3 separate regions of the Zea mays genome follow, and all the other regions are linked to region 1. Evidence: chromatin contacts called from public Hi-C data. All regions are on one chromosome and are shown on one strand. Each heading gives the region's core, a stretch centred on a gene start, on an enhancer-like site or on the middle of the called end of the contact. The rest is flanking DNA. Distances are from core to core; before and after follow the strand shown.

Region 1 (3,398 bases), core at 402-2,901:
CACCCAACCCAAACCATTTACAATTAAAACCCACCACAACCCACCAAAATAAACTTTTTTCTTAAACCCACCTAAAATACCCGCTTACACTCCCCCGTTTGCAGGTCTAAGTGTACCGTGTGTAATTTTACTCCTACTTTGTATTTATTATGTGACATTAAAAATCTGTGATTAATCGCTAAATTGTCTCACTTGACAATTGAGGCAAACGTAGCAGAGACCCTGTTTGCAACTCGCAGCGAGGTTCACCTGAGTTCGAGTGGCAACAGAGGTGTTCAAAAGAGTCTGCTGTAGTCTGTACCGTCACGGTGTCCGTGTCTTTGTTGCTCCCTCGTTTCTTCACCGCCTTGTCAACCCTGGAGTGAAGACTTAAGGCTGGTCCTTGGGCGAACGTGATCACGGCACGGGATGGTCCGTGCATGTGAGTTGTGAGCCGAGAAAAAAGAAGAAGATAAAGGGCGACGGGGACATGGAACCAACAGCTTGTGCACTGAAAGAGGCTGTCCGTGATGATGGCGCTGATGTCTCTCCTCTCCGAGGACATGATTATTTGCGGCGTTGTTTTCCCAACCTGTGATCCCCTGGCGTAAAGGGAAAGCGGCCGGGACGGACGATAGGGCTCGTTCTTTTCCCCCCTCCTTATCACAAATGCACCAGCTAGTTAGTTGCTTAATCCTTTCGCCATTTGACGTGCATGCACCTAGCTAGCATTCTTGCAACAACCTGGAGTACCTTCTTCTTCAGAGGGGCCCCCATGTCTTTCCGTTTCTGATAGGCTTATACAGTCACACCCCCACTCTGATGTGTAGCCTAGCCGCCAGCCCGACACAGTGCTTGAGAGAGAAGGGGGTGGTGGCTTGTCAATTGTCATGCAGATCAATTAGCTCGCCAGGTTCGGCCGTTGGCGTGAGCCGAGGCAGTGGCACGGGATGGGTGAGAGCTTTTATAGGACGCTTTGCAGACTTCAGTCTGCAGAGGCCTCCGCATACACTGTACAGCTACCAGACTAACAAACTTGCAGTGGGCCTGCACTGCAAGACTGCGATGTGGGCTTCTTCGTTAACGGCCGCACGGGGCACTGGGCTTCTTCTTCTTCAAGCCCGAAAGCTTCGGCCCTTGGGAAAGTCGAGTTGGGCCCACTGGCCAAGATGGCAATGGAACTTTTCGATCAGGTACCGAATAGCAGACGAGGAGTGAATGTTTCTGAAGCTGGTAAGAAGTGGATTCAGAAACTAGTTGTTTTCAGACTATATTTATCTAGTTGTTTTCCTCTGCGCGTTACACGTTGTTCAGCTTCAGCCCATGTATTCAGAAACCGGTTGGTTGGTTTGGGACCTTTTTCCTCGTTAAATCCAACCTGACGACGCAACCTGCCAACAACTCTATGGATTATTCATGTGCAAATCCGTGGACGAGAGAGAGAGACAGAGAGAGGATTAAGATTAACTCATGGATGGTGTTTCCAGCCGCGCTGGACTAGGAGCAAAGATCCAGGGCTGGATGATTTACATGACGCATGACAGGCTTAACAAAAAGCATTCCGATCCAAAATCCACTTCACCCTTCTGATCAGCTGATGGGACACCATGCGGGACGGGACGGGATCGCTGGGCGACCTGTGGACCATCTCCTGCCTGCCGGCTTGTCCGATCCCCGTGCTGCAGGGGGTGGGGCAGCACGGTGGCCACGAACGCCGCCGCGTCTAACACGTACCACTCCTCCCGTGGCTGTGTTCTCGGAAGAATTCCACGCCACAAGTGCAGACCCCCACCGCGTCTCCCGGGGATAAGCGCTGAGCTGGACTCGGCTTGGATGGCCTCTAGCTCCAGCGACGCTTTCTTGAGAGCTCATTCAGGGCATCTAGCCTATAGCCAGCCCGGCCCACCGGAGCTCTTGTCTCCTAGCTGCCTGCCTTCTACTTGTATAATTCCTCTGTTGCCATCATCGCCCTCAAATCATCTGCTAGCTTCCTGTCCAGGAAAACGTCAAGAAGGGAGCGATGGACTCATGCTCTCTGGTCATGGTTCAGAGCTCTCAGCCAAGCTAATAAGCTCGTCACTATTTTAATTTCAGTGGAAGAGATGAGCTAATAAGTAGTACTCCCTCTGTTTCTTTTTATTTGTCGCTGGATAGTGCAAAATTACACTATCCAGCGACAAATAAAAAGAAACGGAGGGAGTATTTTTCAGTGGAATTGAACACGCAGCATGATGTATGAGCTATGTGTACGCAACGCCAACGCAGCCCATTTCAGCTTCAGTCCTTGTCAGTGTCACTAGCTAGGCTACGTGTGCAAGTCCTAAACTAGAAGGAAAAAGTTCTCCCGTACCAGCATTTAAATCTGCCGCGCGATCGGTAGGGATCGTGCGGACGGCAGACGGTCGACGAAAGGTATGTAAAACGCAGCCAATCAGTGCAAGCTAAAATGGACGGCCAGCAGCACACTACTCTCCAATTACATTACATATATGAGTGGGATAACATTTGTGACTAAGAGAGACCGGTTCTTGTGCCTACATGATATGCTAAACTTCTTTCTATACTAGGTTCGCCCGCTCGACGGGCGGCACTAGCTTCCACTTCCACACACTAATTATTGTTGTTCGTCCTACTAAACAAACCTTGTTGTTTAGCAGCCTGCTAGACGTACGTACGATGCACAAGGTACCTCCGAAGAACCTCCCTTTCAGGCAGCGCAACCTACGCGCTACGCTTTATGCATGCCCACCGAGCTGAGACAGTGTAGCCCCCGAGAGAAACAAAAGGCAAGGCACCAAAACTCGCAGGGCGGCCACCATCTGTGGTGGTGGCCAAGCTAGCTAGGACAAGCAGGCGGCACTGAACGTTGCATATATAGCAAAGCTGGACGCGACGGCGACGGCGACAGCGACGCGGCCGTCGGTCCGCATCGCTTATTGGAAGGGAAATAAAACACCGGCCGTGAGGGCTGGTGGGCAACGGACGACGGAAGTGCGCGCGCGCGCGACGGGAGAGGACAGCCACTCTCCGCGGCCGTCCGCGCGAGGCCGGCCGTCTCGTCTAGCTCTAGCTCTAGCCCCTGTTGGTTTATGTTCATTCGCTGGAGCCCCTTTTGGTTGGCTTTGGGCTTTGCCCACCGAGAAAAAAAAGCGACGAGCGAGCTGAGAGCGGAGAGCCTGAGACGACGTACGTGCGCGCACTTGCGTTCCAACGCTGACCAGCACTGCAACGTACGCCCACCACCGCCACAGCCCACAGCCGCTATTTGTTTCGTTCGTTCGTTGTTGCATGGGGTTGGAGGATGCGTTGCTGCTGGTGCGATGTGAATCGGAGCCACAGGCGATCTGGAAGTTGCCGGCCGGTTCCGCCGTCCCTCTCTCCCTCGCCACCGACAACGGCGCCGACCCCACCGGCTCCTT
Region 2 (3,398 bases), core at 593-3,092, 250 kb before region 1:
GGTACAGCTGATCATGGAGGATTCCTTGTCCTGGGCCTCAGACTTCGCCTTAGGATCCTCATTCCGAGCATTATTCACCGCCCGCTGGAACACAATGTGCGGGAGAATTGCACTCTCATTGCAGCTATCCTGATCTGTCACCTCATGCTTGAACTGCTTCATTTCCTCGTCACACTGCTCCTTCTTCACACGGACATCCTTCGCGCATGCAGTCAAAGCTGGGGCACCAGCGCTCATGTTCCCCAGCGAGCCCACCCCCTCATCAAGCAGCTTCCCTGCCACCGTCGCGAGAAGGTCGAATGCTGACATCTGGGGCGGGTTCTGGGCCTCCTTCTTCCTGACCGATCTCTTGCCCTGCACATTTCACCGAACAAGAAACACCATCCTTGTCAGACTCGCCAACCAAGGGCAGCGAAGAGAGGGCCGAATCGATGCGCTGAAAGCCGCGTACGGCGTACCCTCGCAGACTTGGGAACGCGCGGCATCTCCGCGACTTGGCCTCCACCGGACGCCTCCAACTCTGACGAGGACCTCTTTTGGAACACCATTTCTGCTCTCCGCTTCGGTTGCTTCAAGTTTACAGGAGGGTTACTTAACAACTGGTGGTTGCGCTGTTCATGGCTTGTCACCAACACAAATCTGCAAGAACACAGTAGCAATCAGCAAATGAAAGCTGGTACTAGTAGGTAGGAAAAAAAAGAAGAGGAAATAATTCATTGGGATCTCCGCAGTGACTTGGGATAAATCTTCTTTAAACCCTCCATTCCATTAATTAAACAGGGAACGATCATAGGAGTACTACTGCGTTTGAAGTAATTAATTACCAAAAGTTATAATCCCAATACCCCAAGCCGATTAACCGAGAGATCTAGTCGTGAAACAGCCAAATGAAAAGAATTTTCAGCAGGCTGCGCTCCAAAAACGAATCAAAACTCAAACACAAAAACAGCAGAAGAAATAGAGAGAATTCATACTTCAACCCGTGATCCGAGTTAAGACCTCAGGTTTTTTCTTGCGAGATGGTTTCGCCACTGAATTTAATGCACAAGCAAATAAATTCGCCAGGTAAACCAGCACGCCAAGCGATCAAAAGGGAGAGTGAGAGAGAGGAGAAGAAAACTTTTTTTTTTAAAAAAAAAACCTCGTGCATCGGAATCCGCGAGGAGCAAGCAACTGCCAAAAGGAAAGCGGGCACGTCGACTAAAAAAAGGAAGAGCGACCGGAAACCTCACAGGCGCACAAGAACGTCGAGAAAAACGTGAATCGAGCGAGGCCAGATCCGATCTCGGCACCCGATCCACAGCAATTCGACGCGAAATTAAGCAAAACCCCACGAATCCAAACCGCGACTCTGAAATGTGCCGGAATCTCGGAAAGACGCGAATTTCACCTCTTTATCCGAGCACAGAGCGGCGGATCGGAGCAAAGCAAGCAGAATTCGGACAAGGATGGACGAAAACAGAGCGGAAGCAAAACCCCAACACAGCAGCGCCTCACAGCGGGGCACCAAGACACGAAACCCAGCCCCAGAACCGCATAATTCGCCAGAATTCCGCGGAACTAGCACGGCGTGCTCACCTCGCCGGCGTCTACGCCCGCCCGCCTCCGATCGCCCTCGGATCGCCGCCTCGCTGCGCTGCTCCGCGGCCGGACTCGCCGAGATCCCTCAGCCCCTGCGGAATTATTCCCCCTCCCCTACCTCTGGGTGCTCCCTCTTCCTCCTCGTCTTGCTTCTCCTCTCCTCTTTTATTTTTATTACCCTTTTCCCCCTTCACCCTCCTTGCTCTCCTCTCCGCCCTCCGCCTTGGTTTTTTCTTCTGGTGGTGGAGGTGCGTGGTGCGGTGGTGTGGGTTGGCCAAAACCCCTCAAAACCACCCCCCCTTCTTAAACCCCCCAACTCCGCCTCGCTTACGCTTACGCCCACGCCATCCCGGGGAGGGGCGTCCACCGGCTGCTCCCGGTTAAACCCCACGCGGCCCCACCCCAACGACCGGTTCCGCCCTCCCGCAGCGTCCACGTGGCGGGGCCACGTGATCCGACGGCAGCGGGCGCCTGTCCCGGCTTACTACAACGGGAGAGACGTCTCCGCGCCCGTGATAAATTCCGCAAATCCAGGCCGTCGGTGTGGGAGCGGACGCGCCAGCCGCGCCGTCGGATCGCACGGTGGCCCTCCAGTCCCTCGTGACCACGAACCCAAGGAGTGATCCCCCGTTAACCGGTGGGGCTTAAGTGAGGAGAATAGCAGGGACGTTTTTAGGAAAGAAACGTGAGGGGGTTAGTAATTATTAACTGCATGTAGACCCACTTCACAGTCTCTCTCACGGAATTAATTCGGGGTTCTCCGTTTTTAAAATATTTTTATTTATAAATTAATCTTTTCATGGAGGGTTTTTGCTGTTTTCGGGCTATTGGTGGTCGGTGGAGAATGTCCACGGGTGATGCCTGAAAAGGTGCTAAGATTCCGGAGCTTCTTCAACGCAGAACCAGATAATTTTTAGATAAGAAATTTGTGGTCTTCATGATTCTAAAATATATACATCTACCATAGAAAAATATGTGCTAGGTCCAGCTGGCATCTCACTCGGCCATTGCCCGGACCAAAGGTGCATACGCAGCATGGAATTTCTAGGGTTTAAGAAAAGTTCATTCTTTGGATTCCAAATTTACAAAGCTACGAAATATTAAATCCACTACTTTAATCTGTATCTAGTCGAAATCCGTTTAGTTCGTTACGGAATAATCATGGATGTCTTTTATTAGAATGGACTGAATTCCTACTGCAGGTTTTGCGTTACTATCTTTGCATAATGGTACCACTGTACGATCAGTTTCCACTATTAGCATTATCAGACAAAGGAACACACATCGGCTGTACAAATTTGCATGGCATGCCATTTGTAGACCCCAAGTCTTATTTGGTTTCTTTCTCGTAATTCTACGTGCACACATACATAGCAACTTTCAAAAATACTTCATCCTCTCAGACAAAAATAGGCAAACATTATTTTACAGCCTTAATGCATTTGTAAACTCTTACTGAGTAGAAACTTGCTTTGTCGTCTCATATAACATATACCTATGTCTCTTATAAAAGACTACCATCTTTAATATCTGCAAACAAGCTATCCATATGTTATACTTAACCTATATCTATATCTCTTTTAAAAGTAAACCCCACTAACTTTAATATCTGCATACAAGCTCCATATGTTATATCTCACTAAACGCCACATCATCCTTAATAAATGCTACACCATCTTTCACTAAATGTTTACTATTTTCAGTATATCAAAAAGTAAGGCATCCACGTCATACTATTTGTTTGGCCGACATATCCTTCTATAATTTCATCTACTATATCATGTAGGTGTTTTACTTGATTTTCTCATTAGCACGTC
Region 3 (3,398 bases), core at 377-2,876, 180 kb after region 1:
GGCACGAAATTCAGTTTTTGGCCCGAAATTCACATCACAGCCCTAAATTCAAAACAAATTTAATAAAACAAATAAAAAGATAAGACACATAAATTTGACCAAAAGCAAACTTAATATTTGTATTAAGTTACCAGAGCTATGCAATGACTAACTTGTTTACAAATCATTTTGTTAGAAGAAAAAAGAGTATAATCAGCTCTATACAAAGTTCGTAAGTTCAGTTTATTATCTAATGTTCATAACAAAAGTAAAATTACATCACATACTCTAATTCAAAGCTACAAAAAACATCTAAATAGCATTATCTCTAGCTTTGTGTTTTTTATCAAGTACATGAAAGTGTGGAATGAAGTGTGATTTTAATAAATATATGGCCTTTTCGTGCCTCTATATGAGCCATTTCGTGCCTGCCTTAAACGAGCCGTGCTCGTGCCCGCCCATGGGCCGCGACCTCGGACCAAACCCGGCCCGATATATCGGGTCGTGTCAGCCTGACACTAAATTATTTCGGGTCGTGCCATGCCTGGGTGTATTTTTTTTTGTGCTTCGGGCCGGCCCATCAGACCCGGCCCAAATATACACATATAGAGAGGATGGCTGATGGCCTGCGCTGCAGCCAGTCTTAGAGTCGGTGTGCAATAGCGACGACGACACCGAGAGTGCATTAGCTAGGTGATGGTCTTTCCATCGCTAGCCGTATTAGAGTAGATCAGGTCCCTAGGTTTATGGGGCGAGGAATGTTAACCAATAATCCAATGTATTGTTATGCATGCAATCATAATACAAGAAGTCCCCTCTTTGACCGGATTCACATAAGATCAATCCAACAGAGAGGTGGCCTGGACCTGTGAGCTGCAGTGTTCTAAACTCTGATCTCTAGTTCGTCCGTCTATCAGTTTACAGGAGAAAAACTGTTGAAATTAACCGCTGAGCACTCCAATCCTAGCCAAGTGTTAATAAGGTAGCGTTCGATCTGACGCGACAAGGAAATCTCAACAGACGACGCGACGGTTAATTTGCGGTCGTTCCTTGAGAAGAACACACAAGATCATATCACAACACTGCAGGGGGGGCGGGCGCGGGCTTCAGTCTGTAATACGTACGTTGGAGATAATTGGCTGGCTGCATCATCTCAGTAGTCTCAGTCATGAGTCATGATTCCTGAATCCTGACGAGGGTGCACTCAGATCGAACGGTTCAAAAAAAAAATGAGCGCGCTGGACGCCGGAGAAAATACATGTACGTCCGTCCAGAGCGAGAGCAAGCAGCTAGCGGGGCCATACGTCAAAAAGGGCGATTCCTTTGCCTGCACTCTAAAATCCAGGCGGACCCAACTCTTTGTACATGACCAGGCAAAAGCGGCCGCTGGCTGGCGCTAATAAGCCCCGCCTTTTTCTCCGTCTCCTGTCAACACCCTTTCGATCATCATCGTCACCTAATTCTCGCTCCGCCCCGGTTTTTTCTTGTCACTGGGAAAAAAAGGGAAAATATCATGTCGCCACCTAATAAATTGCAAGGAAGGAAGGAAGGAATGCAACCACCGTCGTCAGTACTGTACTGTCCTCCTCCTCCTCGCTATATAACCCTTCATTCCTGCCGCGTGTTGTAGCTATAGCTCTAGCTAGCTATCTTGCTGCGGCCGGCCATATATAACAACCGTACGTCCTCGATCTCTCGTCCGAGATCGATCTGCGTGCCAAGGGAAGGGAGATGGGGGCGGCGCCGCCATCGTCGTGGCTTGCGTTCATCCTGTTCTTCGGCACGTTGGTAGCGTTGCCGCAGTCGTCACACGGCGGCGGCACAACCAGACACTACACCTTCAACGTAAGTGCATTTCACTCATCAACCAATTAAGCAGCCGCCGTTCGTCCATGCATGCTGTGTGTTCTTATGTACGTATACTTGCTGGCTAGGACTAGGAGTACCCACATGCATGCATGCATGCACGCACGCACGCAGTGATTTAGCTATAGCTGCTAGTAGTTCTTGTTGTTGATGCATGGTCGTCTGTTCTTCCATCGTCTATATATGAAGGAAGTTTGGGACGACGGACGTGACAGGGTCTATATATCATCTGCCGTTTCGAATCATGTCATGTGTGGTGTGGGCTTGTGTGTGGCATATATGGCAGGTGACGATGAAGAAGGTGACGCGGCTGTGCACCACCCGCGCCATCCCGACGGTGAACGGCCAGTTCCCCGGCCCCAAGATAGTCACCAGGGAGGGCGACCGCGTCGTCGTCAAGGTGCTGAACAATGTCAAGGACAACGTTACCATCCACTGGTAAACTTTCTCTTCATGTATATAGTAATTAGTATACATATATATATAGCGATCTGCCCTGCAGCAACGACGACGAACTGCCATGTTTCTTTGCACCAACGACGCGACGAACTGCAGCAGTAACCTAGATCATCATTCGCAAAGCTGCCATGTTTCAACGGAGAAATCATCGTTTCGTACCTCTGTCTCGATCCTGCTGGTTGGTGTCAGCAACTAATTAATAACAAGCAGCGTCTACCACCTTTTTATTTGTTTCCTGGATGCGATCAGCAGCTAGCTCGCCATCCTTTCAGTTAGCAAAGGACCAAGTGGGCAGCAGCCTAGTTTCAGGTCTTTCAGGACGTGCCAATGCAATATAATGCAGCTGATATATATTTGCATGCCCGTACTGATGCTTTTGTGTGCCTTCCCTCTGGGTGCGTGCGATGCAAACTGCATATACGTACACGCGAACGAATTGAACAACAGGCACGGCGTTCGGCAGCTGCGCACGGGGTGGTCGGACGGGCCGGCGTACGTGACGCAGTGCCCCATCCAGACGGGGCAGAGCTTCGTGTACAACTTCACCATCACGGGGCAGCGGGGCACCCTGTTCTGGCACGCGCACGTCTCCTGGATGCGCGCCACGCTCTACGGGGCCATCGTCATCCTCCCCAAGCGCGGCGTGCCATACCCGCTCCCGGTTAAACCCTACAAGGACGTCCCAGTCATCTTCGGTGCTGCTGCTGCTGCTGCTCTGCTCTGCTTGTAGCCTGCCCTGTACTACTAGGATAATTAACGTGCGATGTGGCCGCAGGAGAGTGGTTCAACGCGGATCCAGAGACAATTGTCGCCCAGGCGCTTCAGACTGGAGCAGGCCCAAACGTGTCGGACGCCTTCACCATCAACGGGCTCCCGGGCCCTTTGTACAACTGCTCCAGCAAAGGTAAGACTCGGCCCGTTCAGCCAGGGCCCATTGAAAAGTTCAAGCTCACCGTCATGTGTCACATGTGTGCTGCTTCCATAGACACGTTCAAGCTGAAGGTGCTGCCCGGCAAATGGTACCTGCTCCGTCTCATCAACGCCGCGCTCAACGACGAGCTCTTCTTCTCCATCGCCAACCACACGCTCACCGT

Evidence for each region. Hi-C and Micro-C count contacts between places; a contact is called where the count stands out from the background.
Region 2: a contact with region 1 is called in a Hi-C map of ear, with 1.6 times the contacts expected there. The contact joins the promoter of LOC542534 here to the enhancer-like site in region 1. A contact is called at or near these places in 3 of 25 Hi-C or Micro-C datasets (bundle sheath, ear and tassel).
Region 3: a contact with region 1 is called in a Hi-C map of ear, with 2.8 times the contacts expected there. The contact joins the promoter of LOC100193025 here to the enhancer-like site in region 1. A contact is called at or near these places in 2 of 25 Hi-C or Micro-C datasets (ear and tassel).

What each region holds. Positions count from the first base shown.
Region 1 is chr1:40,039,759-40,043,156 of Zm-B73-REFERENCE-NAM-5.0, reverse strand. No RefSeq gene overlaps it. Among protein-coding and RNA genes, the nearest start is that of LOC100273259, 35 kb to the right of the region's middle. Within about 2 kb of position 1,651, at least 20 of the 20 cell types and tissues checked have an H3K27ac peak or open chromatin away from gene starts, as enhancers often do. A contact at or near this core is called in bundle sheath, ear and tassel, where this site is marked.
Region 2 is chr1:40,289,107-40,292,504 of Zm-B73-REFERENCE-NAM-5.0, reverse strand. It overlaps LOC542534 (initiator-binding protein 2), which reads right to left and starts at 1,842. Exons shown (of 10, transcript NM_001324298.1): 1 at 1,579-1,842; 2 at 459-639; 3 at 1-354. The coding sequence starts at 548.
Region 3 is chr1:39,862,892-39,866,289 of Zm-B73-REFERENCE-NAM-5.0, reverse strand. It overlaps LOC100193025 (putative laccase family protein), which reads left to right and starts at 1,626. Exons shown (of 6, transcript NM_001138193.1): 1 at 1,626-1,824; 2 at 2,132-2,283; 3 at 2,752-2,999; 4 at 3,080-3,208; 5 at 3,290-3,398. The coding sequence starts at 1,711.